Regions from separate parts of the Sus scrofa genome. Here region 2 is linked to region 1. Evidence: chromatin contacts called from public Hi-C data. All regions are on one chromosome and are shown on one strand. Each heading gives the region's core, a stretch centred on a gene start, on an enhancer-like site or on the middle of the called end of the contact. The rest is flanking DNA. Distances are from core to core; before and after follow the strand shown.

Region 1 (3,548 bases), core at 558-3,057:
AAATACATATGCAAAAACAAAATGGGAAAGTAAAGTGTTCAACCTTGACAGAAAAAAAAAAAAAGTTTAAAATGGAAATTACTTAAAATGAGAAAATTCCAATGACTTGACATTTTCTTGCCAAAGCGAAGGAATGTGTAGATTGTATCTTTCAAATCTCATTGTATTACTTTATAAAGGTCTTGGCAACGGTTAGCCATTAATCTTTTAACACAAAGGAGATTCAAATCCAAATGAACTGTAAGATTATCTCTTCCAGAAGACAGAAATGGAGTAATGTACTTTATCCCCAATTGTTTAACCTAAAAGGAAGGCCTTAAGGATGATAACGCAGAATGGATCAGCCTTCAGTCTACCAAGACTCATTTCTCACGAAGTCTTGCACCAATCCAAAAAGAGGTGGTTATGGACACAAAACGGGCTTAGGAAAGGCTGAAAAAAATCTCCAATGAATGACACACCACATCATGGTTTATTCTCTTACACAATTGGAGAAACAACAACGAAAAATATCACACCATATGTTTCACCGTATCGGTTAAAAAAAATATTTTACGACGGTACATTCAATTCTTTGGGGCTGAAAAAATCATCTAGCTTCTGTTCTATTGATTACAGAGGGACAGGAAAAAGCAGCTGCTGCAATGCAACACAGGCTGCTACAGAGGAAGGAGAGAAAAGCGTTTTCCAAACAAATCCCTCCCCCGCCCCCGTTTACACACCCCGGACAACTTATCCCAGCCGTTTACTGCGTCCCCCCAAAGAGAAGCCTAATAAATTCGTTCCCTTCCCCCACTATCGGAAAATTTCACCTTTCGGAGCTCCTCCACCTAGGGCTACCAGAGGACTTTATTCCCCGCAGAAATTTCAGATCTTTCAAACTTTTCTCCCTTTTTTAATTAAACACGAGAGTTCTGTAATAAAACTGCGCGAAATTTTTACATCTAGACGGAAAAATACCTGTTTCCCAGCAACATACACGCTTCGATTCTCGAACCCCTCCCCATCTCCCAGGTTTGGCTGGCCACGGCGGGGGGCGGGGGAGAGCCAGGAGCAAATTAAATTTACGAAGGGGAATCCTGGGCGAAAGAGGAGCATTTGAGGAAAAATGGGAGGACGTCGAAACGAGGACCCCCCCTCCAAGAAGAGCGGTTGGGGAGGATTACAAGAAAGAAAGAGAAATGAGAAGGGACAAAGGGGGAGGGGGAGAAAGAGAGCGGAGACCCGGGGAGACGCGCCGGGCCGGGAGACGGAAGGCGGGGTCCCGGGAGAGCGGGGTCGCGGCTCCGCGGCACAATGGCCCGCCGGCCCCCGCCCCGCGCGCCCCTCACCTCATGGTGCCGGCCGCGCCGAGGCTTCCCCAGCAGCCGGGAGTCGCGGGAGGCGCCGAGCCGAAGGGGGTCTCTCCTCCAGGGGCGGAGACGCAGCTCGGGGCCGGGAGACAAGTGTCCACCTCCTCCTCCTCCGGGCGCCCGCGGGGCTACACCATCTCCTCGCACAAAGCCGCGGCGCCGGCCGGGAGTGGGAGAGAAGAGGGCGAAAGAAAAGCTGGGGAGGGGGCGGAGAGGCCGAGGCGCCGAGCGGGTCCCGCGGCCGCCGCAGCCCCCCACCTCCTCCTTCTCCTCCTCCTCCTCCCCCGGGAGCTTCCTCGGCCGCCCTCGGAGGGGTGCCTGCCGAGGCTGCGCGCCCGGCCGCCGCTCCACAGGCCCGCGCCCGCCGCGCCCGCCGCCGCCGAGGCCGTGTGCAACCGGCAGCTGCGGCAGCCCGGGAGGAGAGTCTGGATCGCCGCGAGGAACCCGGGAGGAGGCGGGGCGCGCGGCGGAGGAACACGCAGGCGCCGCCCTCCTCCCCTCCTTCCCCCGGGGGCGAGGGGGCGGTGCGGGGCGGGGGGAGGCGGGGGGCCGGGCGCCGCCCCCACACCCCCTGCCGGCCCGGGCCCCCGCCGGACTGCGGAGAGCGGGGAGGGGCGGGAGCGGGCTCGGCGACGGCGGGTTAGCAAAGGCTCTTTGTTGCTTTGCCACCCCGCCCCCTCCAGCCCCCTGGGATCGGGACTGCCCACCCCCTAACCCGCTGTCGGCGGGGTTCCTCGCCCCGGGCTGTCCTTGGCCGTGGGTCCCCCGCCCCGCGCTGGCCTCCCACTCCCCTGAGGCTGGGGGAGCTCCCGGGTCTCCCCCACGCCGGCGTGCGGAGATTGGGGCGCCGGGACCTCCCGGCGCGGAGAACCAGGAGGCGGCGACCGGAATGCGTGACTGGGCACAGGGCCGGGCCGGGGGACTCCGGATCTGCCGGCGGCCGGGTGCCCTCGCGCGGGACTTGTCCTCAGCTCGCCCTGTTGCTATCTCAGGATCGGGACCTGCCAGTCGCTGGGCATCCCGACCAGCCCTGCGGCCCGCCCCCGCCGCGCGCTGCTCCCGGCGATTCCTCCAGGGTTGGGGGGAGGGGGGACGTTTAAATGGAAAATATGGTCATCATTGTTCGCTTCGCTCCTTTGCTTCCCGAGGAATCCCAGTGTGCTGTGCCGATTTAACGAGCTGATATGCACACACTATGTATAGGGATGACTTCATCCCCGAAAGAACGCAGCCAACTCGCGGGGAAACGCAGTCGCCGGGAGACGCGCGCGGCATCGTGAACAGCCGCAAGAGTGAAGATGAGAAACGCAGCGGGTGAAACCGCTTTCTATCGTCATTAGCAAAGAGGGAATTCCGGCCCGGGAGTGGGGGCGGGGAGGGTTGTGAACTAACGATAGTTTTAAATTTCCCATCATTCGTTTGGTCTTGAAATCACCTCCTTTAAAAGGTAAACGTAAAATGCTGGCGAAGCAAACTCAAAGTCAATGGCGAGGCTGGGGGTTGTCATCCAGAAAGCCAGAATTTATAGTTTGGGGAGTTTGTAGCTATACAAAAGCAAATCCAAAAATCAGATGAAAATTTAAACTGGACAAATTGTAGGCCTCTTGTAGTCCTGAGAAGGGGTGTGTATTTTTTTAAGATAACCAGTGTGGAAAAGATCCGTTTCAGCTGAGTTCCCCTGACTGAAGGATCTAATCTAAAATGGAGGACCTGCCATGACTCCATGAATCGATGCAAAAGTTTTGGTGTTTTATTTTAAGATAGAGGTACAATTCAAATTATAGTTTTGACAGTTGAGATCATTTACACTTCCAAAAGAAAAGTGAACAAGTTATATAGTCATACTTGGTCAATGCCTTGCTTGTGTGTAATAGAACTATGTGGCCCAGTTTTAACTATAAAAAGCTTCCCAGTTTCAGACTCAATACTGAGTTATTTTTTTCTTTTTGGAACCTGCAGCCTCAAACCAACAGCCCTGTAGACTCAGTGACCTGGAGCTATGGCAGGGGACCAAGGGAGGCCTCAGGTAGCAAAAAAGCAGAGTGCCTCTGCTTACACATGGTGTGCTTGAAGAATGCTAATTTCCACCCACATGTCTAATTACAGCTCACCATCACAGAATTTTTTTATTCCAGGATCTCTGGAGCTAAAACACCCTTGCCAGTCAAATATCCTTGTTGCCATATTGCAAGACAG
Region 2 (3,548 bases), core at 688-3,187, 100 kb after region 1:
TAGCGGTCAAATTGGAGCTGCAGCTGCAGGTCTACACCACAGCCACAGCAGCATGGCAATGCTGGATCCTGAACTCACTGATCGAGGCCAGGGATCGAACCTGAGAACTCATGGACACTCATCGGGTTTGTCACCACTGAGCCACGATCGGAACTCCTCAATGGACTCAGTTCTCTTCGTAGCTGTGCCATCTGACACCCCTGACTGGTCCCTCCGCAGAACCCTCTCCTCCGACCACTTCCCAGACACGCCTGATCTCCTCCCCCACTGCCTCCTTTGTGAATCCCTCTCCGACCCTTTGTACATGTGGTTGTTTCCCAGGGTTTGTCCCTGGTCTTCTACTGCTGTGTCCTCTCCCCAGGTAAGGCTCAACCGAGCCCTATCTGCTGATGATGCCTGCTTCGTACCACTCCTGGAGATACCCAGCTAAGCTACCAGACATCTGCACCTCGATAGCCCAAGGATACTTCAAACTCATCACATCCAGAACAGAACTCATTGTCCTCCCCAATCTCCCCAAACCTGTTCTTCCTTTTCCCCTGTATCAGTCAATGGCCTCCCCACCTTCCCTGGCCTGAGAGGCATTCTACTCTTTCCTCACCTGTGTACCCCACATCATTCATGACATAAATCTCAAAATGGCATCCTCTTCTCCATTCCTAAACTAGTGCCTTAATTCAGATCCACAGCTCTTAAGTCTGTATTATTATTATTATTATTTCTTTTTAGGGACACACCCATGGCATATGGAGGTTCCTGTAGCTGCTGGCCTACACCACAGCTCATGGCAATGCCAGATCCTTAACCCACTGAACAAGGCCAGGAATTGAAGCTGTGTCCTAATGGATGTTAGTCAGATTTCCACTGAGCCACACTGGGAACTCCTCCTCTTTTTGCCTATATTATTGCATGAGCATCTTAGGAGGTCTCCTTGCCTCCAGGCTTGCACCACTTCACCTCAGTCTTTGTGTGCAGCCAGAGCCGGATAAAATGCAAATCTGCTTAAAGCCCTTCCATGGACAGGAAAACTAATCTATGGTAGCAGAAAGCAGATCAGTGAGTGGGGGCAGCTGTGAGGGTGGTGGGATTGAATATAAAGAAGCATAAGGGAGCTTTCTGGAGATGAAGAGATGTTCTGTATCTTGATTATGACATATAGGCATATACCCAATGGGAATATATAAATATATTTTTCAAAAATGCATCAGCCTATATGCTTAAAATTAGTATGTTTTATTACATAAAATATACTTCAATAAACTTGATTAAGGAAAAACACCCTTCTGATCACTCCATTACTTAGAGAACAGAGTTCAAATTTCTTCTCCTGGCTTAAGTGACGACATGATTCCTTCCATTGATTCTTCCCTTCCCCCACCCCGCAAACACTCCTCACATTAAATACTCTACAAACCTCAAACGGGCCTAGATGTCTTGGCCGGCCTGGACTACCTGTTATAGAACATCCACCATGTTTATCAAGATTCAGCCTGCACCAACATCATTAGCGATCCCTCCACCCACACGTGATCATCCTTCCTTTGTGTTCCGATGTCCCGAAACAAATGTCTATCATATAAAGTCTTTGGCTGCATTCTTGTGCTTATGTCTCATTTCCCTTTTACTAAGCTGTAGGTGTGACAGCTGCACCCTATCATCTTCGTTTTTGCAGCTCCAGCGCTTTTCACTGAGCCGCTCAATCTTTGCAGAAGGAACCTGGGCTTTAGAAGAGCTGGTCAGCCCAAAAGACTGCGGGACAGACCCTCCCACTGCTCCTCCAGTCCTATAGAGGGCGCTGTGGTGGCCTCCGTCATCGCTCTGCTCTCAACTCCTCGGGGCCAGCTCTCAGAGCCGTATGCTCGGGGCTCCGCCTCCTCCTGGGCAATATCCCTCCTTCCCATTGGGCGAGGGCAGTCCGGACCGCCCAATGGAGCGAGGCGTTGGTGCGAGGAGGGGCCACCATCTTTGAGCGGTTGGGCCCCTGCCTCGGTGAGTGGCTGCGGGAGGCAGGGAGGTAGGTGGGCCACGGAGTATAGCCGCGCCTCGGGTCTTCAGCGGTGCGTGTCAACTGTGCCCCCGCGGACCCACGATGCCGCAGTACCAGACTTGGGAGGAGTTCAGCCGCGCGGCCGAGAAACTCTACCTCGCTGACCCCATGAAGGTAAATCGCTGGCGGGGTCTGTGCATCTGTCTCTGGGTCAGGATGGCTTTTTTCCCCGCCGCTCGGCCTCCGGAGCTTCTCCAGCTACTTAGGAGGTGCTGAGAGTGAGGAGAGACGGACCCCGCCAAGTGTGATTGTTTCTTCCGTCTCCTCCCTTATTAACGCCCCCAGGAAGCCCGGAAACCGGCAAAATCAGGGGTCATTTCAGGGCTTTTAGGAAGACGCCGCCCGAAATCCCTGAACTTAACCTCGATGGTCGCGGGTTTACGTGTCTCTAAGGGCGGGGCTCCTCCCCCTACTGGTTCAACCTTCTGTCCCTTAGTGTCTTAGTGCCCTTTTCCGGTATCACCTCGTATAAGAAAAAACGGTGATGTTTTTCTGCGACAGCAGAGAAGTTGTTGAAAGACCTCAATTTGGAGGTGTCTATAGCCCTTAGAAAGGCGGCTGTAGGTCACTTTGCTGTACAGCAGAAATTGACAGAATATTGTAAATCAACTGTAATAAATTTTTTTTTAAGTGGCTCTAAATTTTTTGGAAGTCAGTGCCCTCGTGAGAACATGAGAATGCTTGCACGCTTTCCTCAGAAAAGTGCACTTATACGTAAATGTTTGTAAATAACTGGGAGGTTCAAGGATCCCTGTAATTCATGGCCCCCACCAAAAAGTAAGCGGATCCCAGAGGTTTGCTTATTATTAAAGAGCAAAGAAGTCACAAGACGGACAGTTTAGCATTTGGGTCCTGATTTTTCTTCCTGTTGAGTTTTATTATCATCTAAATGCTAGTTGAAGCCGCTCCTCAATTAAAAATCTTGTTTGCTTTTTAGACCTAGGTAAGTAACAGGTGCTATAAAACATTCTTAGTTCCATTCTTTGCAATAAAATGATGTAATAATAAATGATGAAATGAGTTAGATATTATTGAAATTGAGTACTTTGTTTATGACACAATTTCTAGTTCCTCCATTTGGTTGATTTCCTTTGCTCATAGGGCCGTTTGTTTCTTTGTTCAAGCAGTGTACCATGAGGACAGTACAAGATTTTTGTCCAGAAGTACCCAGTGTAAACTGAAAATATTTGAAAAGATAGTAAAGAACATACAAATTCACATCGAGAGGAATCATTTTAAGAATGTGGTCATAATGGCAGGGAAAATGAAAATCAAATGGTAATTACAGAGCATTGCTGAGAATAAAGCCTAGTATAGGCAGGGAACCTTTGGGCTCTTTATCCATTCAGAAAATCCCAGTGGCCAAAAAATTTATGCCTCCTCATAATATCCTTCCACTGGTTTTTGGCTGATTTTTTTTTTTTTTTTTTTTTTTTTTTGTCTTTTGTCTTTTTGTTGTTGTTGTTGCTATTTCTTGGGCCGCTCCTGCGGCATATGGAGG

Evidence for each region. A called contact is a pair of places that touch in the nucleus more often than the background predicts.
Region 2: a contact with region 1 is called in a Hi-C map of embryonic fibroblasts, with 4 times the contacts expected there. The contact joins the promoter of SRP9 here to the promoter of ENAH in region 1. A contact is called at or near these places in 21 of 47 Hi-C or Micro-C datasets (adipose tissue, alveolar macrophages, brain and 13 more) and 1 of 2 datasets of contacts at active chromatin or transcription factors (skeletal muscle).

The regions. Positions count from the first base shown.
Region 1 is chr10:13,607,540-13,611,087 of Sscrofa11.1, forward strand. ENAH (protein enabled homolog) reads right to left here and starts at 1,808. Exons shown (of 13, transcript XM_021064410.1): 1 at 1,332-1,808. The coding sequence starts at 1,336.
Region 2 is chr10:13,709,601-13,713,148 of Sscrofa11.1, forward strand. It overlaps SRP9 (signal recognition particle 9 kDa protein), which reads left to right and starts at 1,938. Exons shown (of 3, transcript XM_003130540.6): 1 at 1,938-2,161. The coding sequence starts at 2,090.